Regions from separate parts of the Sus scrofa genome. Here regions 1 and 3 are each linked to region 2. Evidence: chromatin contacts called from public Hi-C and HiChIP or PLAC-seq data. All regions are on one chromosome and are shown on one strand. The core of a region is the stretch at or near the end of the contact, and the rest is flanking DNA. Distances in the headings are between cores, read along the strand shown.

Evidence for each region. A called contact is a pair of places that touch in the nucleus more often than the background predicts. HiChIP or PLAC-seq counts read pairs in DNA pulled down with a chosen protein or histone mark.
Region 1: a contact with region 2 is called in a Hi-C map of skeletal muscle, with 7 times the contacts expected there. The contact joins two enhancer-like sites. A contact is called at or near these places in 15 of 47 Hi-C or Micro-C datasets (adipose tissue, alveolar macrophages, embryonic fibroblasts and 10 more) and 2 of 2 datasets of contacts at active chromatin or transcription factors (alveolar macrophages and skeletal muscle).
Region 3: an H3K27ac HiChIP or PLAC-seq map of skeletal muscle shows a contact between it and region 2, with 7 times the contacts expected there. The contact joins two enhancer-like sites. A contact is called at or near these places in 2 of 2 datasets of contacts at active chromatin or transcription factors (alveolar macrophages and skeletal muscle).

The regions. Positions count from the first base shown.
Region 1 is chr14:36,269,075-36,273,184 of Sscrofa11.1, reverse strand. All of the region lies in intron 4 of MED13L (mediator of RNA polymerase II transcription subunit 13-like), which reads right to left. Among named protein-coding and RNA genes, the nearest start is that of MED13L, 210 kb to the right of the region's middle. Within about 2 kb of position 1,399, at least 2 of the 83 cell types and tissues checked have an H3K27ac peak or open chromatin away from gene starts, as enhancers often do. A contact at or near this core is called in skeletal muscle, where this site is marked.
Region 2 is chr14:35,813,055-35,817,336 of Sscrofa11.1, reverse strand. All of the region lies in intron 4 of C14H12orf49 (UPF0454 protein C12orf49 homolog), which reads right to left. Among named protein-coding and RNA genes, the nearest start is that of C14H12orf49, 110 kb to the right of the region's middle. Within about 2 kb of position 2,841, at least 29 of the 83 cell types and tissues checked have an H3K27ac peak or open chromatin away from gene starts, as enhancers often do. A contact at or near this core is called in skeletal muscle, where this site is marked.
Region 3 is chr14:36,212,327-36,216,617 of Sscrofa11.1, reverse strand. All of the region lies in intron 2 of MED13L (mediator of RNA polymerase II transcription subunit 13-like), which reads right to left. Among named protein-coding and RNA genes, the nearest start is that of MED13L, 150 kb to the right of the region's middle. Within about 2 kb of position 2,282, at least 18 of the 83 cell types and tissues checked have an H3K27ac peak or open chromatin away from gene starts, as enhancers often do. A contact at or near this core is called in skeletal muscle, where this site is marked.

The DNA of each region.
Region 1 (4,110 bases), core at 150-2,649, 460 kb before region 2:
AAATAGCAGTTTAAGAATTTATTGATAGTCTGTTCTGCAAGACTATATTCTACTGATTACCGCTTTTCAAACACTAACACTTTTCAAATATAAACAGTCCTGAAATATGGTTTAGAATTTCTAAAACATCCAACTAAAGAATTCCTCCTTGGCATAAACCCAAATGTGGATAGGAAAATATTGACAATGCTGTGGCAAAGAGGACAGTAGAATCACTGGCCTATAAATTTGTTTCCTGACCCCTGCTGCCTGTTTATTGCCTCAGGATTGACAATAGCTTTACTCAAGAAATCTGAATTCTAATGTACTACCCTGAACTGACTACCCACATATGCTTTTCAGAGTGTCAGTGTTTTGGATTTTAACTCTATATTTTAAGTACACTCAGTCTCTGCTCTCTAGGGAACTGTTAGGATTTTAATCTAAAGCAATACTTGTCTATTACTGTTGTGCACAACCATATGCTAGCGATGGCATCACCTTTTATGTACTCATGGTGACCCACATAAAAAAGCATATGCTGGAGTTTCTGCAATCTGGTGTTGCCAGAGCTTCCTTGGCTTGCAGCTGCAGCTCAGACTTGATCTCTGGCCTGGGAACTTCCATATGCTGTGGGTGTGGCAATATAATAATAATAATAATAAATAAAAGAACATATGTTGGAATTCCTGCTGTGGCACAATGAGATCAAGGGTGTCTCTGCAGCTGCAGGGATGGAGATTCAATCCCTTGGCTAGCACAGTGAGTTAAGGATCTGGTATTGCCGCAGCTGTGGCATAGGTCACAACTCTGGCTCAGATGCAATCCCTGGCCTGGGAACTCCATATACTGTGGGGGTTGCCAAAAAACAAGGGGGAAAAAAAAAAAAAGAGTATATCTTTCCAAGGTATAAAAATCTAATGAGGGAAGAAAAGGCAGGGCCCCAATTTGAGATTAACAACCTGAGAGCTCTGGTTATAACATGGGAAATAAAATGGACACAAGAGCCAAGGTACTCAAAAGAATGCAGCACTAATGCAATGACCCAGTCCAAAAAAATAATAAAGGTGCTGCTTCCCAAAAGTGACTGAGAAAAACTCAAAGCCCAAGGAATACAGAGGCTCTATCTCATCTGAAGAGTTGATATCTTATCCCCCAGCAGTTCAAAAGGTAGATGCTTCTTATAAGCCAGAAATTTAGTGGTAGAAATGGAAAATAATGCCAAAGGAATCCTGAACATCCCTATTAAAGTTGATACTTGGAACCAAGATTTGTTGGCCAAACTCATCATTTTTCGTTTAGAACAATCCCAGCATTTGTCTTTTTTTTTTCTAAATGATGATGCCTAGCCTAGATTCCTTCACTGTTCCAAGTCCTGACCAGTTTTTTTAATTGGTGTGGGTTCCCAAAACAACATGTTGAACTGCCTGACCCACATTCTTGTCCAAGCTACAGAGTCTCAAGACCTATCAGAACCTATCCAAGTCCAGAGCAATGAGGTATGAGCAGAGTTATGAGAAAGCAGAAGGTATGAAAGCAGGCTCAAAGTCTAGCCTCCTTTAAACTGCTAGCTAACTTTGAGTAGGTTGCTTAACCTTATTGCACATTAGGTTTTACATCCATAAACTGAGGGTAATTATTACCTAATAAGATTACCATGATTAAATAATCTGAGAAAAATGCTTAGAAAAGTAATACTACTACTTTAATTAATAAATGTTAAGATATTATTTCATTTACATAAAAGGCTAACCAGAAAGAAATACTCACGAGTATCATTTGTTCCTTATTTAACCAGCATTACAAAAGAAATAAAAACTAGTTAACATCAATTATGCTTCAATACAGCTGGAAAAATTTTTGAAGAAATAAAAAACTGTCAGAGGACCAGTCATTAAAACATCCATCTACCTATCATCCACTTACTGAAATCCTACAGACTGGGCACTGTGCTCAACACATTAGTTTTTAGTCAAGTATCAATCAAATATCAGTCAAGTTAGGGTGGGGGAGAAATAGGGTAACTTTATATGGCCATAAAAAAATAATTGTAAGAATCTATCACCTCTTGCTATCCTTGGTTCATAGACTTCAAAGAATCAGTGCCAGAGGTCATTTTGTCCCACACCTTCATTTTACAAAGAAACTGGTACCCAGAAAGAAGATCTGTATAGAACCTTTACCATTTTTAACGAGTTATTTTACGTTAATGTAAGCATCGTGTACATTTGGTATTCCTGATCACTTAGAAGCACATTTTAGATATTATCTAAGAAATCTCAATAGTGAAAATATAAATTCATATTGAAAAAGTATTTTTGCTTGGCTATTGAAAATTGGAGGTAGGTTTTTGTTATTGACTAAATATAAATTATGCAACTAGAAACATTATGAAAAAAAGCTTTTTCCATAATACCATATGTCAAAAATGGTATTACAAGATGAAAAAAATAACATGAATTTTACAGATCTCATTTTGTGTACTATATCACTATTTAGAAAGACTGGACCCTTCTAACATTTTTTTTTAAACAGACTAACAATAAATAATTGTTATTTATCCTTAAATGTCACTAGCCTTGGTTTTGTCCATTTATTTTTATTTTTATTTTTGCTTCTTCAATAGATGTGTAGGTATCCTTCCCATTTGTTTTCATCTGCATTTAAGAAACAGGATGAATGAACAAAACACTTTTCTTATAAAGTCTGGTGTAAAGATTACTGTAAAACCTGAATGAAATTGAGTCTTTTCTTCATAAATAATGCCTGTTTTTATTGATCAACCATGAGCACAGAGGAGAAGGGTCTAATTAATATGTTCATTTTTAGTATTTTCTGGGACTTATACTTGACATATTTATCATGATCAGACTATTGCTTTTCTTTAGTACTGCTTGTTTTCAAGTACTTTTTGAAAAATCTTAATGAAACCACCAAAAGATAGATAAATCATCATTGATTGCTTCAATAGGATTTTTTTAAGGCCTTATTTTATTTTTGCTTTTTAGGGCCACACTTGCAGCATATGGAGGTTCCCAGGCTAGGAGTCAAATCAGAGCTACAGTCGGCTGCTTACACCACAGCCACAGCAACGTGGGATCCAAGCCACATCTTCGACCTACACCACAGCTCACGGTAATGTCAGATCCCTAACCCACTGATCAAGGCCAGGGATCAAACATGCATCCTCATAGATACTAGTAGGATTCCTTTCTGCTGCACCACAGTAGGAACTCCTTAAGGCCTTAAAGTATAACCAAGATAAATAAATTTTACTGGAGTATATACCTTTGATGAGGATGTTTCATTCCACACTTGACTTCAGTGCATATATTCTAAATATATATTCTAAATTATCAGTTTCATGCTTTTTCCATTTTAACACATACTTTTCTCAGATTATTATAATGTTTCCTTTCCAAATAATTTTATTTCACCTTGACAGGGATTTTTTATATTCATATGTAGTTGACTCTATTCTAAACTATGTTATTTAACTTTTTTCCTTGGGGGTGGGGGGAGTGATGAATTTTAAGAATCATAAAATTTAAACAACTTTTATGTTTTTAATATCTTAGGAACAGGTAAGGTAATCCTACATATATCCTTTTTACTCATTAGAATCATGCCTAAGTATTTTTTCACACACACTTGACTATAATTATGATAAGTTTTATATAGCACAAGTACCCGCTCACTTTTGACATCATGTATTAAGAGCTAGACTAGATAAAATAATGTCTAAGTATATGGGCTATTATAAGACAGGCACTTCTAATCCCAACACACATTTTTGGAGTCTAACAGGCCAGAATTTAAATCCCCAATCCACATCACTAGCTGTGTGACTTTAAGCAAACCACATATCTCTCTGAGCTTTACTTTTCACATCTGTAAAATAATCATCTCTCCCTAGAGGTTATTATGAAGATTAAATGAAATGTTCATTTGACTAATAAGCAAACATATGTCTGGCAGTCTTCTAAGTGCCTTATAAATATTAACTCATTTAATTCTCATAATAATCCTATGATGTAGGGACAACAATTACCTTTTTCTTTTACAGATAAACTGGAAAAAAAGAGATTAAGTAACTTTTACCTGCCTAAGTTCACACCACTGGTAATTGGG
Region 2 (4,282 bases), core at 1,592-4,091:
GAAGGAAGGAAGATAATGAGCACACGTGTACATACGAATGCTAGGAGTGTTCACATGCATTCCGTACTATTAAGTGAGCACCTACTGTGTGCCAGGCACTGGTCTAGGTGTTCATCATTAAACCAAAGCTTTCATTCCAGCAGGGGGAGGCAGGCAAGGAAGAAAGGAGTCATTTCAAAAACAAATAAATGTTATAAAGAAAGGAGAATGGGGAGGGTGGGATAAAGAGAGGCTTTGAAGAGATGCTACTGGAGGCTGGGAAATCACTTGTCACCTACTCAACCCCCACAACCACCTGATGTCACTGCCCCCATTTTATAGAAGAGGAGGCTGCAGGTAAGAGCACCGCAACCTGCCCCACAGTCACATAGAAAGAGCAAGCATCTTAAGGGTACCTGGGGTTTGTTTTAAGCAAGTTTGGTAAGACAATGACACTGAAATGATTGTCATGAAGAAATAATTTTATTACATCCACAGATTCCTAGAGACAGGAGGCATGGCCTTCTCCGTAGGATCACATGGGGAAGCATCAGGGTCAGTCTGGAGGCAAAGGCAACAAGGGAAAAACACACACAAGAACTTTTACCAGTTTCTCCTGGAAGGAGTGGGTGAGGTAGGGCAATCAGGCTCAGGATAGGCTAGTTTGAATAATCTCAGGAAGATCTCAGGCCTAGGTGCTGTCCCCAGGTTGTGTGCCCTGGGGTGAAAAGGGCAGGTGGGTTGTAGCTCAGAGGGTGAGAGCCCCAGAAAGGAGAGGAGTGGAGACCAGGAGCTCTGGATCACTTGGTTTGCATTTGAAAGGTATGCTTCCTAGTGAACTGTTCATTATACCCAAGAGTTGGCTAAGCCGGGGAGCGGCAATCCCTACTGGGTAGCAAGGTCCCAAGATGTTCAAAGCATCAGAATACAGGAAATAAGACATAGTTAATACACAGACCCAGCCTGGGGTTCAAGTTGCCCCCCTTGGCTGCCCACAGTCACTGCAGGAACCAAGACCCTGGTTAAGAGGGGCTCTCCAACAGGTTGGGTTCAGCTCCATATGGAAAGAGCAGTGTTGTTCTTATATCACTTAAGACATGGGCTCATTAATCTCATAAGCTGGCAGACAGAAGGGCAACATGAGATAAAGACAGGTCCCTAAATTGTGAAGCTGATGAGAAGGAAAATGAGTTTGTGCCAGGATGCCCCTAAATTGTTTTCTTTTCTCATAAATTCTGCCCCATTTCAATTCAGAGCTTGTTGTTAAGAGCAGAGGACAGAGGAGGTGGTGTCCTTGATTAAAACAACACAAATACTGTTTTCAAAAATGTAGCTGGCTGGTGCCCATGTTGTTTTAATTTGCTGGGACCAGATTGTCCAGCCCTCATGGATTTGATCCCAGACAGGCTCGTTTGACTTATTCAGAGAAAAACTCTGTTTTCAGCCACAAACTGTACCCCTTACCCTGGCCAAATATGTCGCAAACCTCACTAAAGGTCCCAAGAGTTGTTGTCCAGGACTCCCAAGCCCACCTTCTGGATCCCATCTCCAGATGCTACTTGTATGTCATTTGGGTGGCACTGGTCCCAGGAAGAACCACAGAGCTGAGCTAGGCTTAATCTCAGGATGAGGTACAAACATATGGCAGGTACTCCATAACTGCTTGCTAAAAGAATGAGTGAGCAATTGGATGGTTGGATGGATGGATGGACGGATGGAGGATGGGTAGATGGATGGATATATGCATAGGTAGATGGATGGATGAGTGGATAGATGGATGGATGGATAAGTGAATGGATAGATAGGTGGATACATGGTTAGGTAGATGGGAATTTTCTTTAGTATTTCATTCATTGATGGCTTGGGACTTAGTTCAAGTTCCACCAGGCTGTTAAAAAAGAATTTTCTTTCCTTTTCCAATGAAATGTTTCCATCCCCATATTGGCTAGGATAGCTCTCTCCTTTTTAAAAAGGCCACCTCCTTCCTCAAAAAACTAAACACAGAATTACCATATGACCCAGCATTCCCATCCAAAGGAAATAAAATCAGGATCTTGAGGAGACATGTGCACTTTCCTGATCACTGAAGCATTATTCACAATAGCCATAATATAGAGACAACCCAAGTGTCTACTGACATATGGACGGCTAAAGAAAATGTGGCATACACAATGGAATATTATTAGGCCATAAAAAGGAGATCTTGCCATTTGCAACAACAAGAACCTGGAAGACATTATGCTAACTGAAATAAAATGGACACAGAAATACAAATATTGCATGCACATTGCATTCACTTAAATGTGGAATCTGAAAAGGTGGATCTTGCAGAAACAGAGAGCAGAATTAGGATGGTGGTTGCCAGGGGCTGAGGAGTGCAAGAAATGGGGAGATGTTGGTCAAAGGGTACAAACTTTCATTTAGAAAATGAATAAGTTAGGGGACCTAGGCAATAATACTGCTAGTTAATAGTACTGTATTGCATATCTCAACTTTGCTAAAAAACATCTATCTTAAGTGTTTTCACCACATACACACAAAATCCTAACCATGAAAAATACAAATAAAAGGATCCACTTCCGATTGTTTCATTTGAGTCTTTTCTTTTATGCCTTAAAACAAGCCTGGCAGCACGGAGAACACAAGGAGATTATGAAGACAGGCTCTCCTTTAAAAATGACCATGATCTCACTCCTCCTCCCACCGCCGTGGAAACTGGAGCATGGCTCAAGGAGACCTGCTGTCACAGGATCCTGCTTATGGGCACAAAAGCCGGGAAATTTCAGAGCCAATCTGGGCCAGGGGAGGCTGGAGCTCTGAGCTCAAGAGCTGGGCTGGAATGATTCTTCCAGACTGCAGAGTCAGAGAGTGGACTGCCTGCCGGCCAGCCTGCCCAGCGGCAAACAGGAAATCCCAGAATTTATAGATGACCCCGTTACAAGGCAAATGTTTTGGAACAAATTGTTCTTCTTTTTAAATCCTTGTTTTCCACTAGTTTTTCTTTCTGGATTCCCCCTCTCCTTTCCACCTTCCCACTGTCCTTGTTAAACCGGGGCCACAGCGCCACCTGCTGTCCATCATGGGCAGCGGGACTAAGCTGGACTGGCCGTGGGTCCTGTCCCCAGCTCCTCTGCCCAACAATGGGTAGGAGAGTGGCTTTCTGGCTCCTGTCCTGCAAGTCTGTGCTTAAGGTCACGTACCAAGCCGCAGGAGAACTGCTCCTGGGGTTCTTATGTGACTTGAAGACTTGCCGCAAACCCTCCCCACCGCCTGTCCTCTGGGAGAGCCAAAACCGGCAGAAAAAGTGAGTCATGTGGCATCACCGTCCAAGGCCAGGTCTCCACTCCCCTCACACCAGCTGTGCCAGCTTTGGCCAATAACGTCAACCCAATGAGCCTCGATTTCTTCTGGACCCAACTGCGGCTACTTCACCAGGTGGTATGGAAAACATAGGTGCACACACCTGGCCCACAGAAGATGCTTCATCAAGAGCGGTCTCCTTCCTCTCCTATTTGGAGTGCTGCTCACTGGGAAGGAACAGCTTGGAGAGTCTGACATGCAGAAAACTGGCATGTTGCTCTCCTTACAGGAGTGAGAGCTCCCCACACCACAGCAATGCACATGACCAGCCTTGGCCAAGCCCCCACTTGTGAGCTGAGTGGCCCTGCAAGTCTCAGTGTCCTCCCCTGTATGCGACAGTAGTGCCCACACCACAAAGCTTTCTCTGAGCAATGAAGTGAAGGCACATCCAAAACTGAGTAGAGGGACCTTCAGGTAATAGAGTCCTCCACGACTCTGGCTATAATTGTTATTATGAGATGAACAGGGTGCCTAACAGATAGTAAGTGCAAACATCATGGGACATAAGGCAGAAGACCTTGATTAGTATGGTCCAGCCACCGACATGCCATGAGACACTCACCACCACAGTGCCTGATCCTCCTCACCTAGAAACCTTTCTTTATTGAGTAGGACCCTCTGCCTGGGACTTCGTTTTTTTCGTCTGTTAGATGGACATGCCATCCATCCTATCTATTGCTCAGAAATATAGAGGAGATCTGTCCAGGGGTGTGTGCGTGCATGGAATGTTTAAAGAGCTTAGGAAGGAAGGTAGGCTTTATTTTCATTTTGGGTGGCCCCATGTGCCTGGTGGCTTCACCTTCCTCCTCTAAGTGTCCCATGGCTCTCTGGGGTACGTGGGGTTTCTCTAGACACAAAGTAGTGGCCATATCCCCAAGCCCCAACTCACAGGGGAGGGGGTCAGATGAGTTTTATACCATAATGGCCAGAATTCACTCTTTTG
Region 3 (4,291 bases), core at 1,033-3,532, 400 kb before region 2:
ACTTTACAGAATTTTGACATATCGAAGCTTTTCCTTTTTTCAATTGGAATATAGTTGATTCACAGTTTCTTCTTAAAATTGACTTACAAAAAATTGAGTAATAAAATAGTATAATGCTACATTAATTCTGAATTATAGCATTATACCCATTAAAAATCCAATTACATACAACAATATTGATTGATCACAGTTATGCTGCCATCGACTGCCTTGTAAAATCTATATTTGAAGTCATTAATAACTAAATGGACTTAATACTTACATATCAAATTCAACCCACTTAGAGCTCTGATTTCCTTGAGTCGCTCATGGGTTTAGAATATTTGCTGTCACCTAACAAATCCATGTTGAAATGGATTTTAACTTTCCCATTGTCGATTCCTCAATCACATAAGAGTTAGGGATAGAAGATATGTAGCAAAATGCTCCATTTGTTTCAACCTATTTGCCACTTTCTATGATTACGAGCACTGACAATATTCAGACAGAAACACAGTTGTGACTCAAAATTTTAACAGTATAATGTCTAAATAAGGAATCTCTAACAGCATGAGTTCTCTGCCAGTTTCAAGATAACCAGAATTTTAATGATGGTTTCTACACAGCACTGTAGCAGTTGAGACATGACCCAAGTTAGCATTTCAATGGATCACAGGACTCCATGTAAAGCCACTACATTTTAAATTGCAGGAGACTAAAAAACTAAATTTCTAGATAAACTGAACAAGATCTTCAAAAGACAATTGCTATAGAGAAAACAGGCCACAATGTTACTTTAATAGCTACACCGTGAAAAAGAAATTGTGTACAATGCGTTTAACTGACTTCTTAGAACTAAACTTGCCCTCATTTGCTATTCCTTTCAAAGATTATAACTTTGTTTACCTTTCAAGCTAATGATATGCTCTAAATTTTGTTATAAAATACACATAAACAGGGAGTTCCCGTCGTGGCGCAGTGGTTAACGAATCCGACTAGGAACCATCAGGTGGCGGGTTCGGTCCCTGCCCTTGCTCAGTGGGTTAACGATCCGGCGTTGCCGTGAGCTGTGGTGCAGGTTGCAGACGCGGCTCGGATCCCGCGTTGCTGTGGCTCTGGCGTAGGCCGTTGGCTACAGCTCCGATTCAACCCCGAGCCTGGGAACCTCCATATGCCGCGGGAGCGGCCCAAGAAATAGCAACAACAACAACAACAACAGCAGCAAAAAGACAAAAAAAAAAAAAAGACAAAAGATAAAATACACATAAATAAAGGCCTAGGGCAGCCATCAAAATAAACTTATCTTTGGTTGCTGAATGACTATTATTTTCTTCTTTACCTCTTTGTGCATGTTAGAAATTTTCTTTAATGAACATGCTTTACTTTTTGAAAGACACATCATATTTAAATATATGCTTTTAATGGCTATTATTTACTAAACAGCCACATGCTTTAAAAAAATATTTGCTCATAAATTACAAGAATGATCAAGGATAGGAATCACAAGATAAAATTAAATTTTGAAAGAGGAAAACCAGGAATTCCTGTCGTGGCTCAGTGGTTAATGAATCCAACTAAGAACTATGAGGTTGAGGGTTCGATCCCTAGCCTTGCTCAGTGGGTTAAGGATCTGGTGTTGCCATGAGCTGTGGTGTAGGTCGCAGACGAGGCTTGGATCCCGAGTTCCTGTGGCTCTGGCGTAGGCTGGTGACTACAGCTCTGATTAGACCCCTAACCTGGAACCCTCCATATGCTGAGGGTGAAGCCCTAGAAAAGACCAAAAAAAAAAAAAAAAAAAAAAGAAAGAAAGAGGAAAACCAGATATGTGATTCAGTTAGAATGTTTATATTTAAATCTGTCAATATTACAAAACAAACATTTTATAAACTTCCTCTAAGACAATGACTGTAATCAAGATGACTCAACTATTGATTTCAACAGTAGCACAATTGAGCAGTAAAAATTAAAAATATTTCCTTCACCTCATCAGACAGAACCTGATTCTCCAACCCCCCCCCCCCCCGCGCGCCCCCGACACACACACACCAGATTCTGACAGGGCAAGTCCCCAAATTGCCTTTTACACTAAAGCTCAAACAGTTGTCTGTCACTGCTATTACAGTGAGTAATCCTTGCAGCTGTAACTGTTTGAAATGCAGCTGTCTAGTTGGCATTCTCTCCCCACCCCCACCCATCCAGCATTTCTGTTCTTGCTACAATAATCTTAAAGAGCATTTTACAGGAGGCTTAGCCCTGGCGGAGGGCACTCTACGGCGTGACCGAGAGAACATGGAAACACGATTCATTAGACACGCCTGGAGTGATAACAATGGTGCTGCTTCTTGCTGCCTTTCATTTCGTACATCAGGCTGAGACTAATGCATTCTCGTTACACAACAAGCACATTTATAGACAGGAAAAAACTATAATCACCTTTGATTAAGCGACAGCATATTTTTCCTATATAAGCCGCCAGCTATACTGACATAGTAATTATTTCCTAACTGACAGGTTAAAATAGCAAATGTAGGAAAAATAACATCAGAGAGAAAGAGAGAGAGAGGAGGGATGACTGCTATGATGAGTTCATACACAAAGGTTTCTTAGACCAGGCACAGTGCCCTATCCTTGAGACTTCTTGGGTACCCTGGCTTGTATTTAAGCTACTCAGTCTATGACAAATAGAACAGGCCCTTATTAAGCAGTCTTGTTCTATCTACCCAATTCTTTACAGGTAAAAATTACAGAATTTCTTCGGTCATTTTATTTGTAATTATTACTGACCTCTTTATTTCCACTCCTTTCACCATAGGACACAAAATTGAACATTAATACTCATTCCCTTCTTTTTTCCATTATCTTACTTTCACGACAAAATAATTTATCCTCTTTTACATAAAATGCCAGGCCAAAACAGAACACTGGCTTTTTTTTCAAACTAAAAGCAAAAAACAGAATGTTGATTAAAAACAGGAATATAGAAGAATTATTTTATATTACCCTACCTTCCATCAATCACTGTACCCAAGCAAAGGTTCAAATTATAAATATGAAAGACTCAATTTTAACTGAAAAAGTCATAAGCCACATTATACTGACAACATGTAAAGTCAATTTTCCTACAGGATTTTGAAAAGTGAGATACTTCTCCACATACCCAACAACTGCTGTCTTTTGTGGACTCATGAATATATGTTGCTGGGTTATTGTTTATGGGGAGTTCAGTAGTTGACAGGAAAAAAAATATGTTAGCCAGGAACTGAAAGATTAAAGCTTATATATGTTAACCCAAAATATGAGAAAATATGTTTTCAAGGTTAGCAGACTGTATAATTAAACATTTTTAAAAAGACAGTCTCTTTTTAAGCTTTCTATGGCACTACTCTATTTTATAGCAAGAATGTGCCACAAAACTACCAAAAATATTTGTACATGTGAACATCTGTTAAAAGAACCAAAAGTGAGCAAATAAATGAAAAAGTCTGGTTCATTACACTTAGCTAAACTTCCTAAAAATAGCTTTAAAAAAAAAAGAAAGGTTATGTAGAGCAAATGAGTTTTTGTAAAATAGCAAAATACTTGAGCATTTTTCAGCTGTTGGATTTTAGTTTGCTGACCTGTACTACCTACCAGGTTAGAAACTAGGAAATACGCAGCCTATCTTCAATGTGTCTGTAAGAGGACCACTGAACCCTAATATGAATTTTTTTTTTCTTTTTGGCCACACACACAGCATATGAAGTTCTTGGGCCAGGGATCAAATCCAAGCCACAGCTGTAACCTGAGAAGTAGCTGCAGCAACACCAGATCCTTAATACAATGCGCCACAGTGGGAACTCCCCTAATATGCATTTAAACAATGTGTTTTGGAAAGAAGTCTGATGTGCACCATACTATATAATTCTTATCATCTGGAATAAAATGATATCTACTACAGAACACAGTATCTATAATTTCTACTCCCTAAGTGCCCAAGTCTCATTTTTCTTTCTTTCTTTTTTTTTTTTTTTTGCTGTTTCTTGGGCTGCTCCCATGGCATATGGAGGTTCCCAGGCTAGGGGTCCAATTGGAGCTGTAGCCACTGGCCTACGCCAGAGTCACAGCAACGCTGGATCCAAGCCGTGTCTGCAACCTACACGACAGCTCACGGCAATGCCGGATCCTTAACCCACTGATCAAGGGCAGGGACCGAAACCACAACCTCATGGTTCCTAGTCGGATTCGATAACCACTGTGCCACAATGGGAACTCCCCTCTTTCTGTCTTTTTTACAGTAAAAAGCATAACTCCCCCAAAACTGACCAAACTACTT